Regions from separate parts of the Zea mays genome. Here regions 2, 3 and 4 are each linked to region 1. A link is a contact called in public Hi-C data. All regions are on one chromosome and are shown on one strand. The core of a region is the stretch at or near the end of the contact, and the rest is flanking DNA. Distances in the headings are between cores, read along the strand shown. Region 1 holds the start of LOC100193016. Region 2 holds the start of LOC100284462. Region 3 holds the start of LOC100283067 (beta-1,3-galactosyltransferase sqv-2). Region 4 holds the start of LOC103643305 (Cation efflux family protein).

Evidence for each region. A called contact is a pair of places that touch in the nucleus more often than the background predicts.
Region 2: a contact with region 1 is called in a Hi-C map of leaf, with 4 times the contacts expected there. The contact joins the promoter of LOC100284462 here to the promoter of LOC100193016 in region 1. A contact is called at or near these places in 6 of 25 Hi-C or Micro-C datasets (bundle sheath, ear, endosperm and 2 more).
Region 3: a contact with region 1 is called in a Hi-C map of leaf, with 4 times the contacts expected there. The contact joins the promoter of LOC100283067 here to the promoter of LOC100193016 in region 1. A contact is called at or near these places in 3 of 25 Hi-C or Micro-C datasets (bundle sheath, leaf and tassel).
Region 4: a Hi-C map of leaf shows a contact between it and region 1, with 4 times the contacts expected there. The contact joins the promoter of LOC103643305 here to the promoter of LOC100193016 in region 1. A contact is called at or near these places in 4 of 25 Hi-C or Micro-C datasets (endosperm, leaf and tassel).

The regions. Positions count from the first base shown.
Region 1 is chr1:221,333,661-221,336,699 of Zm-B73-REFERENCE-NAM-5.0, forward strand. It overlaps LOC100193016, which reads right to left and starts at 1,412. Exons shown (of 5, transcript NM_001138184.2): 1 at 1,173-1,412; 2 at 749-1,091; 3 at 579-647. The coding sequence starts at 1,257.
Region 2 is chr1:221,466,532-221,469,538 of Zm-B73-REFERENCE-NAM-5.0, forward strand. LOC100284462 reads left to right here and starts at 1,424. Exons shown (of 1, transcript NM_001157357.2): 1 at 1,424-2,909. The coding sequence starts at 1,574. The coding sequence ends at 2,575.
Region 3 is chr1:221,524,801-221,527,838 of Zm-B73-REFERENCE-NAM-5.0, forward strand. LOC100283067 (beta-1,3-galactosyltransferase sqv-2) reads left to right here and starts at 1,497. Exons shown (of 12, transcript NM_001155969.1): 1 at 1,497-1,909; 2 at 2,406-2,469; 3 at 2,569-2,618; 4 at 2,814-3,007. The coding sequence starts at 1,785.
Region 4 is chr1:221,185,808-221,188,695 of Zm-B73-REFERENCE-NAM-5.0, forward strand. It overlaps LOC103643305 (Cation efflux family protein), which reads left to right and starts at 1,320. Exons shown (of 1, transcript XM_008666456.4): 1 at 1,320-2,888. The coding sequence starts at 1,389.

The DNA of each region.
Region 1 (3,039 bases), core at 162-2,661:
AGCTACAAGAGAACCTCCTTATCCAGCATCGTCTAATTCCAGCTCTCCACCTCGGCGCACAACAGCAGCAACAATAGCTCCACTCGTTGCCAGCTCCCCCCCTCTGCACGCAAAAGCGCCAAGCTTTGCTCAATGAGGTGCTCCGACCACTGGCAGTGTGCCTCCTGTCCTTCCTCTGGCGCTTGCTGGCTCACCACCTGTGTCCCTGGGCCCCTATGGTCCCTGCTGCGTCATGGCCATCTGACCCCACGACACTTTCCCTGAGTGCAACCGTGACCATGAGCATGTGCAACGGAGGGCGCAACGCCGTCCCCAGCTGAGGTGCATCAGAGGCCGTTTTGCAGCAGAGTGAGTAGTGGGAAGTGAGAGAGAGGCAGAGTGCACTTAAATATGTGAACTTGAGCACACTGTTGTAGCGGGGATGATAGTGGCGATTACCAGCTATGGTGGCTCAGTGATGATGAAACTAAACTAAATATCCAGAGATTTAAAGCATTTGCTTTGTAGAAGCATAAAATAGACTGAACAAAGGCAAATATCAGTGAAATGTAAATTGAAAATCATTGAGACAAATGTACCAGTCCTTGCAAGCTTCGCACTGCACCATGAGGTCATCCGGGTTGTATGGCATCTCACATTTGCAATACCTTTAGAGAAAAATACACACACCCAAATTATCACAAGCAGGCTCAAAACGCATGCACAGAGAAGAAAAAGTCAACAATGAAAGGATTGAGGAGCTCCGTACACTGCCACGCGGTCAGGGGTGAACGAACCGGTGGCCGCCTTGTACTCAAATCGGGAGAAGAAGTCCTCAGGCCCGACATTATCAAGCTTGGTGTAGTTCTTGAAAGAGTGGACAACACATTTCCCCTCGATGGTGTGGGCGCTCTGTAGGTCGAAATGATCGGAAAGGAAAAGCTCCTTGGCGCCGTGGAACTGCCGGCGACCGCCCTTGGATTCCTCAGGGCGGTAGTACCAGCGCACCTGCACCCGCACGCTGCCGCGTCCGTCGGCCTCCATCTTCTCCACCCGCGCCACATACGGCTGCTTGTCCGAGTCCGACGCCCGCATCAGCACGCAGTCGCCCACTTCCCAGCACAGGCATTGCAACAGCATCAGATACCTCTCACAGGAAAAGATACAACCGGATCGGGGATGCGGGGAATTACCATGGACGACCTTGTTAGTGCCGCGGATTGTGTACGAATCCACGTCCTTCTTTACCGAGATCTTTACCTGCTTCATCCTCACCATGGCCGTGGAGCGAGGACCGATGAGGGGTAGAAACCTAGAAAGAGGAGAAATGGGGAACGAAGGAGGAAGGAATTATTGCCATTACAATTCCGCCAACGTCGCAATTCGCCAGTTTGGTACTCCGAAGCCTTGCCAAAATGGGACTCGTTGAAGTTGTTCTTTTGGCATAAGACCATCTTCATTTATCCATATTCATACTCATATCCAAATTACTCTATAAACAGTACAATCTACAACACAAAACGATACAAAACAGTATTCTTAGTGACCATATAGGCATTGTTTGGGTACTTTCGTATTCACCTCAGTCCACATGTATTGAGGTGGATTGGAGTGTAACTTAAACTAATTTACACTCCAATCCATTTCAATACATGTGGACTAAGGTGAATACGAGTGTACCCAAACAAGGCCATAGGTGTAATATACAGTAGTTCACCCATATGGTCATCAAAAACACCTTTTGCATTGTTTTACACTGTAAATGGGGAACGAAGGAGGAATTATTGTCATTATAATTTCGCCAACATCGCAATTCGCTAGTGTCGCATCCACAGTTCCCTTTGCATCGATAGCAGGCTCGGCACCTGGTACGCATCAGCCCGACCCAAGGGGCGGTCCTAGATCATGTGGCCTGGTTTATTTAGGGTTATCATTAGCCTATGCATCAGGATCATTCATGTGTGTTTGTTATGTGTGTTTAGGGTTAGCTTATAGTGTATAGATTAACAATGTAAATGGTTTTGTGTTTAGTGAATCTATAAGAATCTACAAACTGTGTTTAGTCAATAAATAATGTAATTGATTTTGTCTAGTTAGTTTTAAGTCTGTAGATTAGCATTATGTTTGTACATTTAGTTAGCATTTGTTTTCTAGTTTGTAGATTCAATTAGCATTTACTTTTTAGTTTGTAGATTCTTATAGATTTAATATTTTTCAGTTAGTTGTTTATGTACATTCAGTTAGGAGTTATGCTTCGCATATGATTGAACATTTTTGCAGATGATGGAGCCAAACTAAGTCGCCAACAAGGCCATTGAGATGATGTAGAGCACTGCGAAGCATCTCATGTGTGTCTGCAAGGAGAAGCTTGAATCGAGAAATGCGATGAACGTATACGAGTTGAAGGAACTACAAGTAGCTTCAAAAAAAATTACTAGAGACAAATGACCTAGTCCTCGAGCCCTTGCTTTCAGCACATTTACTATACTTGGAAGAATCTTGCCATACATCCTCACACTGATCCTCCTTCGCCTAAAAAATAGGTCCATGATTATATTCCTTATCTTGTCAGCAAGTTGACATACAGGCAGGTCCTTGTAATCTTTGATCCAGTTGTTGAATACTTCTACAATATTATTAGTGATGTTGTCGCATTTGATGGCAATGTTGAAATGACTCCTCTACCACAACAAACCATGTCAGCCTTTTAACCACTTGTCCACTCCAGGTATTGCTACTGCATTGGAGTGATGGTGCTCGAAGACTTCGGTCCTGTAAGCTCTTGTTGTGAGGTACATGTGCTCGGATCCACCAAAATGCTTAGTATTAGTGATGTTTTGCACCAGATGCGTGAAACATTCTCTCTTCTCAGCATTAGGGAACACTGCTTGCACAGCTAGAGTCAATCCTTTGCAAGCATCAGAGCACACAGCTAGAGGATCAGGCTCTCCAATAGCTTTGTTTAGTTGTTCCATAAACCAAATCCAACTTTCTTTGGTTTCGACTTCAAAGGACCCAAATGCAACTAGATACATCCAATTGTGGCCATCCACACTGGTA
Region 2 (3,007 bases), core at 174-2,673, 130 kb after region 1:
CCGAATCTTTTAAATCTCCAGCAGAACAACAGAACAGATCGGGGCATGCTGCCCTCACTCTCGCTCACCAACCCAAACTCGGAGCAGCAGCAGCTCATGCTCCTGTATGCCGGTGGTTTCTGACACGGCGGAGATGCAATTAGAGAGAGGGAAAAGTGCAACTCATGGCAAGTTGAGAGGTTTGAACCGGTCAGGATTTTGACTTTGAATTGAACCCTCAATTGGATTGCATTGCAGCTCCCTTCTCTCTGGTTGGTTGGTTGAGACTTGAGAGGCAGAGAAAGACCGTGGAACCGGTCCAAGATTCCCCCCAATGCTTGCTAACGGTAGCGGATCCCCCACCCCGACCCGGGACGCGGCGGTTCGTTCAACGGTCAAACAACAACATAACCAACTAGTGCCACCCAAACCGCTAAAGTGAAATATTGGACCGGACCCATGATTATATAGAGATCAACAAGACATCCATGGGAATCGGATGGTTTTTTTTACAGGACAAGTCGTTTTCGCCAACAATAAGAAATGATTCTATCTAGTATCTAGAAGATTACATATCTAGAAGATTTAAATATCGTAAATCGTTTATATATTAAGCTGATCACAGTTTGTCTCCCCCTTTAGCTTACATGTATAACAACTGTACAAACATGTCTGATTGGCTTCGAAGATGTCTTAGAGCATGTTTAGATCCATGCAGCAAACAATTTGTCGTCTAATTTTAGCATATTACCCTCCGAACACGCTAACTAATAAATTGTCTAATTGTTAGCTGGAGGACTGACAAACTGTTTGCTCATTAGCCATTTGATCTTGCTAATAGGTGCTAATGTATCGTATAAAGAGAAAAAGGGACATAAGTGAGCCGAGACACTAAATATATCCTGGATAATTGTTGGTAGCTAATTATTTGCCTGCTAATTGTTAGCCACTGGCAAATAATTAGCTAGGAGGATCCAAACATACCTTAATTATTTCTAAAAAAAAACATCTCCAGCCACCTGGCATTTAAAATATAGTTTTCCTTCATTTTTTTTACAGTTTTTAATATCACTAATGTAGCGTTCAGCTACAGGTCTTGAGGTTTTATCCAAATTACTTAAGAGGGATCGAGGACAAGTGTTTAACAGTATGTCGGATCAAACTCACTTCACTTGAAAAGCTCACTTCGCTTGAAAACCACACTTCACTTGCTTTAAGTAGGGCGGGCGAGCAGATGACAAGCCAGGACCCGACCCGGCAAGCGCGGCAGCCAATCGCAGCGCGGTCTCCCCGATCTGGGGCGGTCAAACAAATGATCGGCTTCCTCTGGTCGCCTCGCCTCACTTCACTTGAAATTCCTAGACGCAGACGCGCTTCCCACTCCGGCCCGGACGCTTGCTATAAAAACCTCCGCTCGCCATCCCGCTTCCCTCCACTCCACCACCACTCGTCCACTCCTCCTCCACGTCAAGCGAAGCCACTCCTGATCGCCGATCGCTCGCCAACTCACGCGGACCGCCCCTCGAGCTGCAACGACCGGCCTCCCTTGCTCCGGCTCCCACCGAGCCTCGATCGATCGCCGCAGCAGTCGCCAATGGCTGATGCAGTGGAGAGCCGCGGCGGGCGGGCGCGCCTGGTCTCGGACCTGGGCCGCGTGCAGGACCTGGTGCGCCAGCTCGAGCTGCAGCTGCGCGCGCCCGGGGACGCAGCCTCCGTCGACCTCTGCCGCCGCCTCGTCCACCAGATCGTCGCGCTCACCGACAGCTCCATCGGCATGCTCCGCTCGTCCCCGGACCTCGCCTCGCCGCTGCCCGCCACCGGGACCGGGAGCCCGATCAGCAGCGACGCCGCCTCCGACCACCCCTTCCGCGCCGCCGCCAGCGCCAGCGCCAGCCCCAAGAAGCGCAAGGCCACGGCGCGCTGGACCAGCCAGCAGGCGCGCGTCAGCGCCGCGGGCGGCAGCGGCGCCGAGGGCCCCGTCGACGACGGCTACAGCTGGCGCAAGTACGGCCAGAAGGACATCCTCGGCGCCAAGCACCCGCGGGCCTACTACCGCTGCACGCACCGCAACTCGCAGAACTGCCCGGCCACCAAGCAGGTGCAGCGCACCGACGACCACCCGGCGCTCTTCGACGTCGTCTACCACGGCGAGCACACCTGCAGGCCCGCCGCCGCCGCCGCCGGCGGCGGCTCCAAGAGGGCGGCACAGCAGCACAACCCGCACGCGCAGGCCGCGCTGCAGGGCCTCGCCGCGCGCCTCACGGTGGCCACCGCCACGGACGCCGCCGCGCTCCCGCCCATGACGCCCGAGAGCTGCCCCGTGCGGGGCGCCTCATCCCCGTGGTCGCTCGCGTCGTCTGTCGCCTCCGACTCCAACGGCTGCATGCACCAGGACGTCTCGCCGTGCCCGGTACCCGGGTACAGGGAATGGACCTCGGACGGCGACCTCCAGGAGGTGGTGTCATCTGCGTTCGCCGCCGTCTCGTCGGTTGCGCCCCTGCCGGTGCTCGACGACGAATTCATGCCTCTCGAGTGCTTTGGATTCGACCATACCTTCGACATTGACACCGCAATGCCAAGCCTCTACTATCCATGAGGAGAAGAGCGTCCAATACAAGTCGACATTATTGACACCGCAGTGCCAAGCCTCTGCTATCCATTAGGAGAAGAGCATCAAATACACGTCTGATCGGATCGGCAGCAGCCCTGTCGTCGTCTCCATGACAGGAGGGAGGAGCAGAGGAGCCTCTTCCTAAGAACTGTGCAGTAGCAGAAGCCAACAGGGCTTTTAGAACATCTTAATGAATAGCTTGTTTCATTACCTTTTGTTTCCTTCTTTCTTTACTTTTTTTGTGTCAGTTCTCAACTTGCTTGATCGGGTTTTGTTGATTTCAGTCAGCAAGATAAATGTTAAATTTTACTACTTACGGTGCAATCAGTTTCAATCTCATAAATGATAAATCATCTTCTCTTGAAATTGTTTCACTTTCATGTTTGCACACCACCTAACCTTAGAGAGCAACAAATC
Region 3 (3,038 bases), core at 247-2,746, 190 kb after region 1:
CCCAATGTCATCTTCGTCTCCTTCGTCGAGGACACGCCCCTCGCTAACGATGCAAGTTCCTCTTCCACGAGCCCATCACGTTCGGCTCCCTCCACACCGCCCATCTACGGAGTCTCCTCGTCTGCTTTACCGGCAAATTCGACCCCTACGATGACATTGTCATCAACGTCGTGCCATGAGTCACCATGGTCACCGCCACCATTGTCCAAAGTGACTTCCCCAACGTCCTCACCCTCGACAACAGCGGGCATCTCAGGGGATGAGCCTCAAGTCCACCACACCGCACTCCAGCGTACTCTACCTGATAGGCGACGTCGTGCATGCTGCCCGCGCCACCTCCAACCTATACGTCGCCGCCAGCTATGGGCTCAACACCCTCGACTCTGTGAGTGGGTCACAAGTGGAAGCGTGATTGATGAGGGAGGGATGATCCAAATAAGTTATATCGTTGGATTTGAGTGAGTAAAAAAAGAAGAGATTTCGTCCCTTAGTTTTAAAGGTGTGATGGTTCTAGGTGCATTTGTTTGAGTGAGTGTTACAAAGTTTATCTACAAATCCCCCTTATGTACATATTTCTATGGGGAATCGTGCTTTAATTTTTCATTGTATTAAATATCTTGAATAAAAAAAGAGGGAATTTGTTCTGATATAGATTATAGCCAGGCCTTCTTGGCCCACCTAAGTGCACTTACGATAAAAGAAAGGATATGTAGATAGGTGGATAACTAGATTGGCAAGTACTTAAAAAATAAAGTACTTTATCTTTATTTTAGGATTCTACAACGAAATCCTTTATTTTCTAGCAATTCTACTACTACGAAACAAAAAAGATCCTTCAAATTATTTTTGAAAAAGAAACTAAGGTGCTATTCTAAATCGAACTAAAGTCAAACTTTCTAGTGCTTATAAATTCTCATGGCTTTATCCCTTTCATAGAAAGGAGATAAAACGAGAAATCTTTGTTATCTAATCTTTTTAGAATATCATAAAGTTTCAGTGGCAGAATTTTTTTCTAGGATTGTTTTATCAATTCATTTTTATTCCCTTTCAACCCCTACTAAATTCGAAGTGGTGTTAGTTTTATATAGGGTATAGATATAGAATATAGATAGATTATCTATGAAGGTATATTTAGGAGGTGTTTTGTTTGGGATTATAATATGTCTAGATTATATAATCTAACAAATTTTAATTAATTCTTGTATTATAATCTCTCCAAATTATATAATCCGATTATAATTTCAAATAAACACCGTCTTAGCTATTTTATGGTATGCATAAATAATATCTGGACACGTGTCAATATAATATCCTATGCGGTATTGCTAAGACAAATTTTAGTAGTATATAAAGAAATGAGAGAATTATTGATTTATTATTACTTTCTATTTCTAAACCTCTAATCATTTTAGACCCATATGTTAACTCTTTATTTGTTGCTTTATTACTTGTAGCAAATATTTGTTCCTCTCTTTGCCTTGCAGACAAATAGCACACAGCAATCAACCGTCGTCTTCTTCCTCGACGCCTCATAGGCTCATAGGGTTCTCCAAATTCTAAATCGTTGCAAGCGAAACCACCAAAACTGTACTCACAACCCTCGTCTGCGCTGCGCCACCACTCCCCCGTGGCGGCTTGTAGTTGTAGAAGTTCCCGGAACCAGACAACCCCTAGGCGCTGAGTTTTCTGATAGCGGCTTCGGATATCTCGTCGTGGGCGGCCATGGCGGGCCCGTGCTGAGTGCGGGGCGGGAGCAGGTGAAGGTCTCCGAGCTCGAGATCTCGATGCAGATTCGGGAGGGCCCGGCGCGGCGGCAGGCGCCGTCCGCCGCTGGGGCGCTGCGGTCGCCCATGTCCGCCATGATGCTCGCTATGTTCGCTACTATGGCCTCCTTCTACGTCGCCGGTCGGTGAGTATGCCCGCCCGCCGGTTTCCGGCATTAGTTTCTTCGTGAGAATGCTCGCCTGCTTGGGTTCTTCTCTTGGATTGTTTGGTTTGCATGTGTTAGTGTTACCGATCGCCCGTGGGGGATTCTAGATCCATGTATTTCTCTGGCGGGAGATGCTCATGGTGATATTGCTAGGGAAGTTTTGATCCAGCCGGTGGTATATTTTAGAACAGCGAGTGAAGTTTTAATCTCTCAAACGAAATCCAGTGCGAGGCTCACATTTTGTTGCGACGTTAGTGTTTGTTTCTGCAGCTCTCGCCTCTCGGGTTTTGCAGTTCACAGTTCATTATTGTAGTATTACATTTTCTGCTAGTATTGGTGAAAACCAATCTTAGTTCTCAGGCACCTTATTACCTCTTAGCTTGATCTGGGTTGTCATAGTAACGGGAACTGTTCCTCTGTAGAAATGGTTTGTTGCTGTTTGTAGAGGAAATTTTGTTGACTTCTGGAATTTCAGATTGTGGCAGGATGCTCAGAACCGACTTCATCTCATTAAGGAGCTCGACAGACGAACAGGCCAGGTAGGCACCAGAGATCTGGCTCTTTTGTTCTCTAGCGGAACTATCCAACAGTGCTGCGGGCTTAAAGAGCTCTATTAACTGTTTGTGCATGTGATTCAGGGGCAATCAGCAATATCTGTGGATGATACCTTGAAGGTTGTTGCATGCAGGTAATTCTAAATCTGTAACCTTTCAGGTTATGCCAAAATTGCCTTCCAATGCACAATCTAACAATTTTCTTAACGTGCTTGAAAGACGTATTTGCTGTCCAATTGGAGCTAGTGCTCCAAACATGCAGAATTTGTTATATATCAGAGTTTGGAGCTGTACTAATTGCTTCTGTGTAAACATCCTCCACTTTTTAGGCAGCAAGGGAAGCGGTTGGCATCACTTGAGATGGAGCTGGCTGCAGCAAAGCATAAAGGTTTTGTTGGCAAATATACTCCTGAGACAAATGGAACTCATTCTGGGAAAAAGCCACTGATTGTTATTGGAATAATGAGTAGCTTTGGGAGGAAAAACTACCGTGATGCTGTCAGGAAATCATGGCTTCCAACAGGTACACTTCATGCTTGCATTTTTCTTGCATC
Region 4 (2,888 bases), core at 70-2,569, 150 kb before region 1:
CTGGGAATTGGGTCGGGCTGAGCTAGCCCGGCTCAGGCCAATTGTGCTTCGAGCCAAACGGGCTCGGGCTAAGAAGGCCCCAAAAAACATTTTGGCCATGCCATGCCAGTCCAAAAGAGTAGAAATAGTAGGCCAACCTAGCCCTAAAGCACGACGTGCCTTCGTTGGGCCATACCGACCCAAGCACAACCCATATATTTGAACCATATAAAGTCCAAATATTGCAACCACATAAAGTCCATAGCTTGCTAAATTAAAGATATTAAGCAATGCAAGCATCATCTGACCACATAAAGTCTAAATATTACAACCACATAAAGTTCATAATTTACTAAATTAAAGAAATTAAATAATATGGGCTCCATTGGGTCGTGCCAGCCCAAGCCCAACCCATACGTGCGGGTCATGGCGGGAGCTTGACGGATATGGGCTCCATAGGCCTGGTCCAGAGTCCAGACCCTTCGAACCATGCTAGCCCGACTCATATTTTTTATGTTGGCCCGTGCTTTGGGCTCCTGTTTTTAAACTGTCTCATGCTGGCCTAAAAAGTAAGGCCCATATTCCGAGACTAAGACTATCTCTAGCAGCTTATCCATCCCCATCTTCATATTCAAACTTCACCCATAATATAGTTTATAGTGCAGAATAATGTAAAATAATGTTTTTGGATAAACTATGGATAGACTGTTGGGCTAATCCTTGGTAGAACTCTAAATTTCGAGCCTAACACATCGTCTAGCCAACCAAGCTGATCGACGAACCACGAGACGAGACTACCCGTTAGAGATGACAATTGGGCATCAATCCCCGATTCACCGCGGGGAATTTTTTCGTTAGCGGATAGAGATGAAGAAGTTTCTTTTCACATGGGGATCTAAACGGGAAAAAATTCTCCTCCGACGCGTAAACGAGAACGGGAAGCATTCCCCATCTCTATTCCTCGTGGGACCCGTTAAACTTACACGTGACAATGTTTTCATGTAATAGTTAATGATAAAATAAATAATTACCTTATCAAGATATCACTTATTTGTACAAATATGTTTATTTTGATGTATATATAATGATTTTTTTAAATCAGATAATGTCTATAAGTGCCAATGATTTACATTAATAACAAAGTAAGTACGTTTTAATTAAAGTTTAAACGAGGATAGAGATCTCCGACTAGATTTATCCTAGATTTATCTCCGCAGGGGAACGTCGATGGAAAAAAATGTCGCCCACGTACGTCCATGGGATTTCCGCTGTAAAATTTTTTTGTCGTAGGGGAGCTAAAAACGTAACGGGGAATTTCCCAAGCCCATCCTACTGCCGCAGTCCACGGCTCCACGCCTCTCCCCGTTCTACCGGCACCCGGCCCTCCGTTCCCCCATCCGCCGCCGCCCATGTCTAGCCGCCACACGCCGCACCTTCGGCTGGCCGTGCCGCCGCGGCTATCCGCGCACCACTCTTTCCGCTTCCCCTCCACGCCGCTCCCTACCCCGTCGAAAGCCCGCGGCCTCCCCTCCTCCTCCGCCTCGCCGTCCTCCCCCTACGCCGCCGCGCTCCTCCGTCTACTCGTGCTGCACGCGCTCTTCCTCCTCGCGCCCGCCGTGCGCGCTCTCCCCTCTCTGGCCCACGCGCTCGCGCTTTCCCCGCCCCTCGCGCTGCTCTCGGCCGCCGCCCTCCTCCTCCTCCACTTCGCCGCCGCGTCCCGGAAGACCCACCAGCCTCACCACCCGTTCCCGGGGTTCCCCGCTCTCCTCGGCCTGGCCCTCCTCCTTGCGCTCTCTATGCTCCTCCGGCTTGTGGCCCTCCGCATCCTCCCCTCCCCGGGCCTCCTCGTCCTAGCTGACTCCGCCGGCTCCCTGCTCGCCCGCGCCCTACGCCGCCCCTCCCGCCGCCGTGTCCTCTCCATAGCCGTCGCCGCCTTTTCCCTTGTGGGCATCTCCCCTTCTGTGATCCTCGCTATCCCCTTCACCTCTGGCTTCCTTTCCTCGGTCGAACAATCGGCCACGGCGCGGCATGCCACTCGCAGTCGGCGCGCCCGCGCGGCGGTATTTGCGCTCGCTGCCTTCCTCTGCATGCCGGCGCTTGTGGGTCTCTTCTTTTTCGGTGGCAGCAATGCGGGCGATGGTCCTCCTGATGGAGCAGTCCCGATCAGCCCGCTCTGGTGGCTGCTGCTTAACTCTGCCTTCTTTGGCATGGCTTTGGGGCGACGACAGGAGCATGGCAGCAGCGGTGGTAGGCCAAGTGTGGATTTTGCAATGACGTTCTTATGCACTCTTGTTCTGGAGCTGCTGTACTACCCAAAGCTGTCTCTACCGGGCTTCTTGATCTGTGGGTTCCTCTTGTGGATCGCCAGCAGGGAGCTGGCCCCTGCAGGATATGTGGAACTTGGAACTGAAGATGTCTCAGAATCAGTTTTTGAGGCAGTTATGGGGCCAGTTAGGCATATCTTGAGTGAGCGAAAGTCGAGGAAGATTGCTGTGTTTCTATTGATTAATACAGCCTATATGTTTGTGGAATTTGGCAGTGGGTTCATGAGTGATAGTCTTGGGCTGATCTCTGATGCTTGCCATATGTTGTTTGACTGTGCTGCACTGGCAATTGGTCTCTATGCATCCTACATCGCAAGATTGCCTGCAAATGGGATGTACAACTTTGGAAGGGGCAGGTTTGAGGTCCTGTCAGGGTATGTCAATGCAGTGTTCTTGGTTCTTGTTGGTGCACTGATTGTGTTGGAGTCATTTGAGAGGATTCTTGAGCCTAGGGAAATATCAACTAGTAGCCTTTTGGCAGTTTCAATAGGTGGACTTGTCGTAAACCTAATCGGATTGGTGTTCTTTCATGAAGAGCACCACCATGCTCATGGTGGTACATGTTCTCACTCCTGTTCACGTTCT